2 separate regions of the Oryctolagus cuniculus genome follow, and region 2 is linked to region 1. Evidence: chromatin contacts called from public Hi-C data. All regions are on one chromosome and are shown on one strand. The core of a region is the stretch at or near the end of the contact, and the rest is flanking DNA. Distances in the headings are between cores, read along the strand shown. Region 1 has its middle 46 kb from the start of EBF2. Region 2 has its middle 120 kb from the start of CDCA2.

Region 1 (4,648 bases), core at 688-3,187:
GGTGTCGTGTCTTCCCTAGTGGATCTGTGGGTTCCCCGCAATCCCGGCCCGAAGCCCAGCGAGTTCCTGCATGGGTGTTGACACCCTGGCCCTGCAGTACTGCGAGGAGGGAGAAGATGCAGGAGAGCAAGCCCTACAGTGAGGGAGAACCACGCTGGAGCGCTGACAGCACGAAGCTGCAGCCATCACGTCAGTGTGGCGCTGCAGAGAACAGGCAAATGGGCCACTGGAAGAAGAGAGAGGCCAGGAATGCACTCATAAACGTGTTTCACTCACTCACAGTCAAGAAACAAAACCACAGAAGGGAGCAGAGGTAGGCTTTTCAACAAGTGCCGCCAGATCAACTGATCATCCACAGGCCACAAAGAGTGGGAACACAGCCCTCACCACCTTAACAGAAATTAACTCAAATATGGGTCACATGGGGGGGGGGGGCGCTGTGGTGCAGCAGGTTAACGCCCTGGCCTGAAGCGCCGGCATCCCATATGGACTCCGGTTCGAGACCCGGCTGCTCCACTTCCAGTCCAGCTCTCTGCTATGGCCTGGGAAAGCAGTAGAAGATGGCCCAAGTCCTTGAGCCCTGCACCTGCACGGGAGACCAGGAGAAGCACCTGGCTCTTGGCTTCGGATCAGCGTGGTACGCCGGCCACAGCGGCCATTGCGCGGTGAACCAACGGAAAAAAGGAAGACCTTTCTCTCTGTCTCTCTGTCTCTCACTGTGTACTCTGCCTGTCAGAAAAAAGCCTGAATGTCAGTGGAGTGAGTCGGTGTCATGGCGACAGAGCGTTGGGGCCGCAGTGGAGGGGCTGGCAGAGCAGTGTGACCGTGTGGGAGACAGGCTGAGGAGCACCACGTGGCCAGCCAGGGACAGGCTCTAAGAAGAGCAGCAGATGCTGCTGCTACTTAGCCTCCTCCCGCGGAGGAAGGAACCAACAAGAACCAGATGGGACTCGGGACCATTTCCCAGTACTTTTGCTTCCCAGGGGATCCTGGGCTCTTCAGGAAGCTCAAAGCAGTAGGTCAATTAGAAGCCAGACAGGATCCCAACAATGTGTATTGAATTCACTCTTGGAGAAGAGAGTCCTGCGAAATGGAGATTGGGGCCAGTGTTGTGGCATAGCAGGTAAAACCACCATCTGCAACAACAGCATCCCATATGGGCACCAGTTAGTGTCCTGGCTGCTCCGCTTCCAGTCTGGCTCCCTGCTAATGGCCTGGGAAAAGCTGTGGAAGATGGCCCACGTGCTTGGACCCCTGCACTCATGTGGGAGACCTGGAAGAAGCTCCTGGCTCCTGACTTCAGCCTGGCTCCACCTTGGAGGTTGCAGACACTAGGAGAGTGAACCAGCAGATGTAAGATCTCTCCCTACCCCCTCCCCCGTAACTCTAAACGTCAAGTAAATAAATAAACCTTAAAAAAAAATGGAGCTTGGGCTAGCACACTAGGCTTATTTTTCATAGAGCTGATTGGATGTTGAGGATCTAATTCCTGAGCTGGTCTAGATATAAGAATGGAAACCAGCAGTAGACCTACTAGCAAGATAAAAGGGAAGATAACCCAGGGAAATGAGGGAGAGAATAACATCAGCCATTATTTGGATGAATATGTGAGTGACGGGCTCAAGAACAGGTCTCAAGAGAGGGAAAATGTCCTTCTGGGAGGAGACACAAGTATAAGGGGGAGTTGGAATGTCAGGGAGAGCAAAACTTCCCTGTCCCAGCAGAGCCCTGAGGGGAATCACAAGGTGCCCAGGGAAGGATCCAAGGAAACAGTGAGCCCAGCAACTCCAAGTGGAGGGCGGGGGGAGACCGAGGGGAGGAGGAGGAGGGAAATAGAAGTGAGGGGAGAAGGGGGAGAAGGGAGAGAAGTGGAGAGTGAACATTTAAGGAGCCGAGGAGCTCCCTTGGATGCTGAAGACCTCTCTTGAAGCCACCATTGGCTCGGGCACAGCTCCGTGTGGCAGGTAACAACATGGCAAAGCTTGGCGTGTTCATGTTCCTTTCTTTTCAAATCCCTTCCTAAAGCAGGTATGAGTGCTACTTGCAAGGGGCCTATCCAGCCACGGGGTGCAGGCAGTGTACCTCCCGGGCTCCTAGCTAGGACTTGCACTCAAGCAAAGTGTGACAAACAGATGCTGCCATCCCCCAGGCTCTCAGAACACACTGTTTGCCTGGCTCGTCTGCCTGCGCTTTGGCCTTAACTCCTATTTCCCATGACTCTTACCCCACTTCCCCTCGGGGCCTGTGTCCTGCTGAACCCAGCCTGCTTGGCTGTGTTCCCAAAGCCTTCATTAGCACTCGCCCTTCCCCTGGGAGCCCGAGCTCACTGCCTGTTCCCGGTTTCACCGGCCCTTGGTAGGATAATGTTGTGATGTGTGGCTATCTCAGAACCATGGCTCAGCCCCAGCTAATGTCTCATCATTGCCTGCTGCCGGGAATCCATCCAGCTGTGTGCACCAGCCCTGGCTAAGACTTCCAAGTTTCAACTCTCAGCAGATTCAAGCCCGAGTTGGCCATGCAACTGCAATACAGTGGGGCAAGTGTTCTGCAGCACGTGCTGTATTTGGTGGGAGACCCTCCCCAACAGGGTGGCGGCCACTATCTAAGGAAACAGAGCACCTTCCATGCCGCTCACACCCACCTCTGCTGTCTTCCCATGCTGCTCCAGCTTTGTTCTAGATGTCCCTCAAGTTATAACACACACCTTACATCCATATGGCTGTCTTTAAAACAATCTGAGAAGTCCAGGTTATTTCCAATGCACTACTTATTTCAGAGGATAAAAAATACAACCTCAGAAGAGTAAATAAACTCAACTGATAGAGCTGTAATTTTCTGATAAGCGGGAACTCCTGATTTCTTTTTGGCCCACTGCCTTGGCAAGAGAGTGCCACTCAGCAAGGAATAAGCTACGTGTTACAGAGGTGCAGAAAAATAAAACAGGGAGAAGATGGAATTATGTTGATTACTGGTATGAGAAATGCTTTGGATCCCACAAATTATTCTCATAAAAACAGGAAAGAAAGTGAAGATACAAAATCATTAGGATAAAACTATCTTGGTTCCTTTTTGAAATAAATATCTGAATACATTTTCAGGTAGACAATGATCTACAATATCATATAACTGAAATTTTAGAAAATAATTTTATTTATTTTTTATTTATTTTTAACTTTTATTTAATGAATATAAATTTCCAAAGTACAGCTTATGGATTACAATGGCTTCCCCCCCATAACGTCCCTCCCACCCACAACCCTCCCCTTTCCCACTCCCTCTCCCCTTCCATTCACATCATGATTCATTTTCGATTCTCTTTATATACAGAAGATCAGTTTAGCATACATTAAGTAAAGATTTCAACAGTTTGCTCCCACACAGAGACATAAAGTGAAAAATACTGTTTGAGTACTAGTTATAGCATTAAATCTCAATGTACAGCACACCAAGGACAAAGATCCTACATGAGGAGTAAGTGCACAGTGATGACTCCTGTTGTTGACTTAACAAATTGACACTCTTGTTTAGGAGAGAGTCAGACAGAAAAAGAGGGAACTCTCATCCAGTGATTCACTCTCCAAATGCCTGCTGTGGCCAGGGCTGGGCCAAGACGAAGGCTGACCCCAGGAGCCAGGAATCAGTCCAGGTTTCCCACACAGGTGGCAGCAACCCAATTACTGGAGCCATCATGGTGGTCTCTCAGGGTCTGCACTAGCAGGAAGTTGGAATCAAGGACCAGAACCAGGGACTGTCCCCAGGCATCGCTCGCACGCAGCATCCTATCTGGCAGCCTAGCTCCTAGGCCAGATGCTTGTTGCGTTTAATTGAACTTTAGACTCGTGAGGGTACTTCAAACGTTCATGAAGAAATGGAATTAAAAGGCAAGCCCATTTGGGTGCAAAAAATGTTTGAAAGCCATGCATAGTGTTTTCATAGTACACAGTTCCCATGAACTCTCTGAAGGCCCTGCGTATTTTTAGGAAAATTGCAAATTAAAAACTTACAATAGTACCCTACTGAAAGAAGTAATTCCAGCATATGCCAGATGATCAAAATGATTTCGGCTTGATGGCTTCCTTCCTATGGGCTCCAGTGCAGGGGCTGCAGATTCACAGTGATGAATCATAGTGGTCCTCAAGTAGTGCCACGGGGCTCACCTTCTTACATGTACCAAATTCTTGGTCTCTAATCCCAGTCACTCAGATTCAATGGTCTGGATTGGGAGCTCGAAGTCCACATGTTGAACAAGCACACCAGATGATTCTAACGCACATGGTCTTTTACAGGCTTGGGGAGGGGGGTGAGGTGCTGTGAGGGGCCACAGTTCCTTCTGAATCACTAAGATGTATTTTAAGGTTGGAAAGCTAGTAACCCCTCATGAGTCACAGGTAACAGCCCTTATAACAGCAGTCGGCATACTCGATATAAAGCAACTCCCTGCCTAAGCATGTTGGACAACCGGTACCCTGAGTGTTCCCGAGTCAATATGCCCACTGGAGAATGGGCACAGCTGACTTGCTACGTGCCTGAACTCTACCCACCCACTCACTAGAGCAAACTTCAGAATATGCATCTCTGGGGCCAGCGCTATGGCACAGCGGGTTAACACCCTGGCCTGAAGCGTCGGCATCCCATATGGGCGCCGGCT
Region 2 (4,648 bases), core at 937-3,436, 480 kb before region 1:
TTCAACAACATGAGCTGGTGCCACAAGCAAAGAACAAGATTGAACTCCTTTGGGGCACACAGGATAGTCTGGCACTCCCACAATCTTAGGGCGATTTTTCTTGCCCCCAAGAAGTCTGATTTAAGCTAAAGAGAAAGAGAAGCTGAGAGATCAATTATCTAGAGACTCCAGGCTTCTCCGAGAAAATATTCCATAGCAGGGGACCCCTGGGCTGCTTGGCGTAGATATGGCAACCTTTTCTTGGCCCCCATCACAGAGCGCATATGGTGTTCCAAGTCAGGATCACACACAGCAATCTACCATACTGTGCATGGGGAAAATATTTATGGGATAAAAAAACGTGAGTAAAGCATGTTTGTGCTCTGTGCATAATTGGCAGTGGAGTATGCAGATGAACTGGGTCCTCATATTCCCCTTTAAGGGCTATGACCAGATGCCCCTAGGCAGGCCTGAGAGCACAAACAGTGCTAGACTCCAGACAAGGGATGAGGCCAGAAGAGGATGCTCTTGAGTGGTTTAGGACCAATGCTCAGGGAAGAACACAGGAACTTCCATGGACGATCTGGCTGGACAATGAATTCAGACTTCACCCCCCTAAAGTGGATTAAGTATTTCTAACTATGTGGAATATGAATCAACTCTGTGAAATAAGCTTTATGTAGATGATTAAAGGCATAAAGAAGGAAGGTAACACACTATGACCATTGTTACAGCAAATACAGGCACAAGGAATCACCTCCTCAGGTGAACTTCTCTGTTTGGGATCTGAATGTTGTTATTTAAGGAATTTTAGACAAAGAATTCAGAATGTATACTACCAACCATACAACTGCATTTGATGCTATGTGATCATTGCAACATTACTGCAATGTTACTGAACAGTCACTGTGCCTTTATTTTTAAAGACCTCATGGATGGAATAATAAAAAATCTCAAAAAACAAATTCCAAAGTTTAAATAAATTTAAAAATTTCACTTTTAGTAACTGTTATGCAAGTATATTAGCAGAGGGTCAGATTCATTGAATCAAAGAATTAGGGTTCAAGGATAATGTGTATAATTGTCAGTGCACATTTTAAAATAAAATTTAAAATGGGAGTTGCATTTCTTTTTGGGAAAGAAACCTCTTGTAATTTTCCTGCCTGCTTGCTATTGTTATGTAGCGGGTAGATTTCTCTTCACATTCCTTTTGCATTATTGTAACAGACAAGTCTAAGACACTGTCTAATGTTAATTCTACACACTGCTGCCAATTATAATCAGAGCTAGTCAAAATAAACAAATTAAACAAATAAACATGTCAAAACATCTCTGATTTAGGGAAAATAAGCCAAGTCTGAACTCTCCCAGCGTTTCGGCATAAATGATGGGCTGTGGGCTGTAAAACGCTCCATAACATTTTTTCACCTTTGCTAGGGGGAAGGTGGGTCAGTTTAGAATTACAGCACAGCTCAACTTTGAGAAAGGGGTCTGTGACTGCAACCAAATCAAACCCAAATGTTGCTGGCTTCACCCTGGGTAGTAATGATCTGCCGCGTGCTCTAAATGCTTTAAAATGAAAGAAGGAAAGAAAGAAAACGCGGTTGATTCTTTGCTGACGTGATGCCAGAACCCCTAAATCACTGGAGAGGCTGAACACAACACAGGTGAAAAACACACCAAAGACGGATGTACATTTCAATATGAAACATACTGTCACTGTGACATTTCCCAATCAGCACGTTGAAAATACTAGGCAATTAAATTCGAAAGCTCTGTTGGCTTCACAAAGGAATATAAAACATGACTTTGCTACCCAAGTAGGATATCTTGGCTTGAGCTATGCTTTAGTAATGAGAGGGATATGAGGTAAAAGTTGTGTGTGTGTGTGTATGTGTGTGTACATAGTGGTATCTTAACCTATAAAAATATGGAGAGAGGTTAGTGGAGAAGGCTGTCATTCTGGCAGGTGGTTCTTGTAAAAAAGTGATCTCTTGAAGTTCAAGAAATTTAAAAATCTCCACACCCACCACTGGGCAGCAAGCCACGAAGCCAGTGATTTGCGCAGGTTCCTTGGCGTTCTTCATTCAAGCAGTCCTAATCCGGCACCAACTCAATGCCAGGCACTAGCCACAAAGATGAGCAGGGCTCGCTCAGTCCATGCCTTGAGGCACTCTCCCTTGTTACCTACTGGAAGTTTCAACGCTGAGTTTAAGTCAGGAAAGCGGCTGATAGGCAGCTGGGAAGGGCTGGGGGAGAGAAGGCTCTGACATGTCTGGCTGCTCCAATTTCACCTTTCCCTTGTCAGTGTATGGACTTGGGTAAGGGTATGCTCCAAGGAGAGGGGCTTTGCAAAGGAGCCAGAGGGGTGACATTCCCCACCGGCAGAAGACAGAGCGCTTGATTACTTCTCGCATCTCCCATGGCTTTTATTTTTAATGTGCGCTGTGTTTGGAAGGAAAGGGGGTGGGGGTGGAAATCATTGTGCCTTTGAAATGTTGTTTTCTGAGGACAGTATATAGAATCTTGGTTATTAACAACCTCTCACAAGACAGTTATTTTTGGAGTGGCCTCTTAGGAGGCAACCTCTTGGAAGTGAACTCATTTATTTTGCGTCTCACTGTCCTGCCATTTCCTGCGGAGAGAGGGGGAAAAGTGAAACCACATGTTTTGAGGAGCGAATGGAGGAAATCCCTCCGAAGACAAATGACGACTCCTCTCCCCTGGCAATTAGTCAAACCTGGGCTTCAGGCCAGCCCAGGTGTTCCCGACTGTGTATAAATTTGCCAAAGAACAATGAAAATAGCAGCTGATTGTGCTGACAGATTCTTCTGGTAATTTCCTGTTGTTTGGCATCTTCAGGTTACTTTCCCACAATTATGGCTGCTGATGAAGTCTGGGGCCCTTCGAAGTAATTTTCTAACTCTCTCCTTGCCCCTCTCTGTCATCTCACCAACGAGCCGCCTCCTACAACCAACTTAAAAGCAACGAAACAATCAAAATCCGAAACCAAGTTTAAAAAGATTTTGGAGTTGTAGATTTTTTCCCTCTTTCCCAGATGTTTGAATTTAATCCCTCAGCAAAAATACATATTTTAATGAGTCTGAATTTAAAAGAGGAAGAAAAAAATGATTTGCACCTGCATCATATAGAGTTTCTTGGCAACCGTGAGCTGGGATTCAGGTTCCTTCTGATTCTCCAACAAGTTGGAAGGTTTCCTTGTGTTGTCCATTAATATCTAATCTCAAGGAAGCTGGGTCAGGTTGGACTCACATTGAGTGCTGACCAGAAGGGCAGCTCCAAACAGGCTTGGGTGTCATCTTGATGTTGTCCCTTGCCTAAGCAAGCGACTTTGCTCAACTATTGCTCTTTCTTCCCACTACTAAAGTTTAAGAAAATGCAACTACTATTATGTGTGGGTGGAGGTTATTTTTGCACCCAAAGCATTTGGGGGCGAAATGAAAACGAGGAGAATTGCACAATTTTCTCAAATCTCCACATTATCCAAACTGTCAGGAAGCTATGCATACTTTCTTGGTTAGAGCAACTATGTACAGGATTTTTTTTTCCTTTGGAGGGGGTGGGGAGTGGGAGCTATTGTTGAGAAGCTGCCAAGAAGCTGGTTTCTTTCTCTCCCCCTTTCCCTTCCCTGGCCCTCTCAACCCCCAGAGGAGAGTCAATGTGAATGCTGCAATGTGGGCTTGCAGAAGAGTGGCTTAGGATACACTAGACCAGAGAATAATGTATTGAATTTTTCTAAACAGGGCTCCATGTCCCCTATTAATCAGAACTTCTAGTCAGGAGAATTGCAAACGAAATAAAGAAAATTCCAGGATAATCCACGGCATTTGAGAACAGGGTAAATCTCAGAACCTATCACATCTGAAAAATGTTTTTGAGATTGGCTTTGGATAACTGTTAGTCTACTCAGTTCTGGGTAGACTTTTGGTAGAAAGATTGCATTTTTTTTCTTATGCTCAGGTGGGAACTGTGTTTTAAAAACTCATTGAGCCTATATAATTAAAGTCTGAAAGGAACGGGCAAGCATTTTTCTAGATTCTTGGATCTCTTAAAATAAGAACAAAAACATTCAGGTGAAGGTGGATATGGGAGAATGTGGAAAATGACCCAGGTCAGGGAAATTTGCTGGTATTTGTGACATGTCAAAACCCTCTCACACTCATACACAGACTTGATTACCTTATGCTTGGGGCTATTCATAAGGAGAGTTAGTTATATTTATGGAAAACTGCCTCTAATTCATGTTACATGTTCTGTCCTTCATCAAAAGCCATCCATTTATTCATTTTTGATTCATTCATTAATGTAATCATTAATTTACTTGCCATTTGTTGCACATCTTCAATGTGCTAGGTGGAAGTCAAATTATAAGAATTGCCCCTCAACTAGTGACCATAATTTAATCTCTTCTCTACCTTTTAAAAATCCTACTCACCCTTAAAGATTCAAATCAGATAGCTCCTCCTCCACACAATCTTTCTTTCTTTGAATTCTGGCCCTTATTAATCTTCATTTTTCCTTATCTACAGCACACATTTCTTCATTCAAATATACTGAAGGAATATTTAAAATGTGCATTGTGCTAGTCTATTAATTAAGACTATCACAGTTCCTGACCTCATGGATCTTAAAGTAGAACCGTGGCAAC

The links. A called contact is a pair of places that touch in the nucleus more often than the background predicts.
Region 2: a Hi-C map of embryonic fibroblasts shows a contact between it and region 1, with 3 times the contacts expected there. The contact joins two enhancer-like sites. A contact is called at or near these places in 5 of 6 Hi-C or Micro-C datasets (ear pinna, embryonic fibroblasts, psoas muscle and 2 more).

The regions. Positions count from the first base shown.
Region 1 is chr2:48,126,535-48,131,182 of mOryCun1.1, reverse strand. No RefSeq gene overlaps it. Among named protein-coding and RNA genes, the nearest start is that of EBF2, 46 kb to the left of the region's middle. Within about 2 kb of position 1,937, at least 3 of the 8 cell types and tissues checked have an H3K27ac peak or open chromatin away from gene starts, as enhancers often do.
Region 2 is chr2:48,607,714-48,612,361 of mOryCun1.1, reverse strand. No RefSeq gene overlaps it. Among named protein-coding and RNA genes, the nearest start is that of CDCA2, 120 kb to the left of the region's middle. Within about 2 kb of position 2,186, at least 1 of the 8 cell types and tissues checked has an H3K27ac peak or open chromatin away from gene starts, as enhancers often do.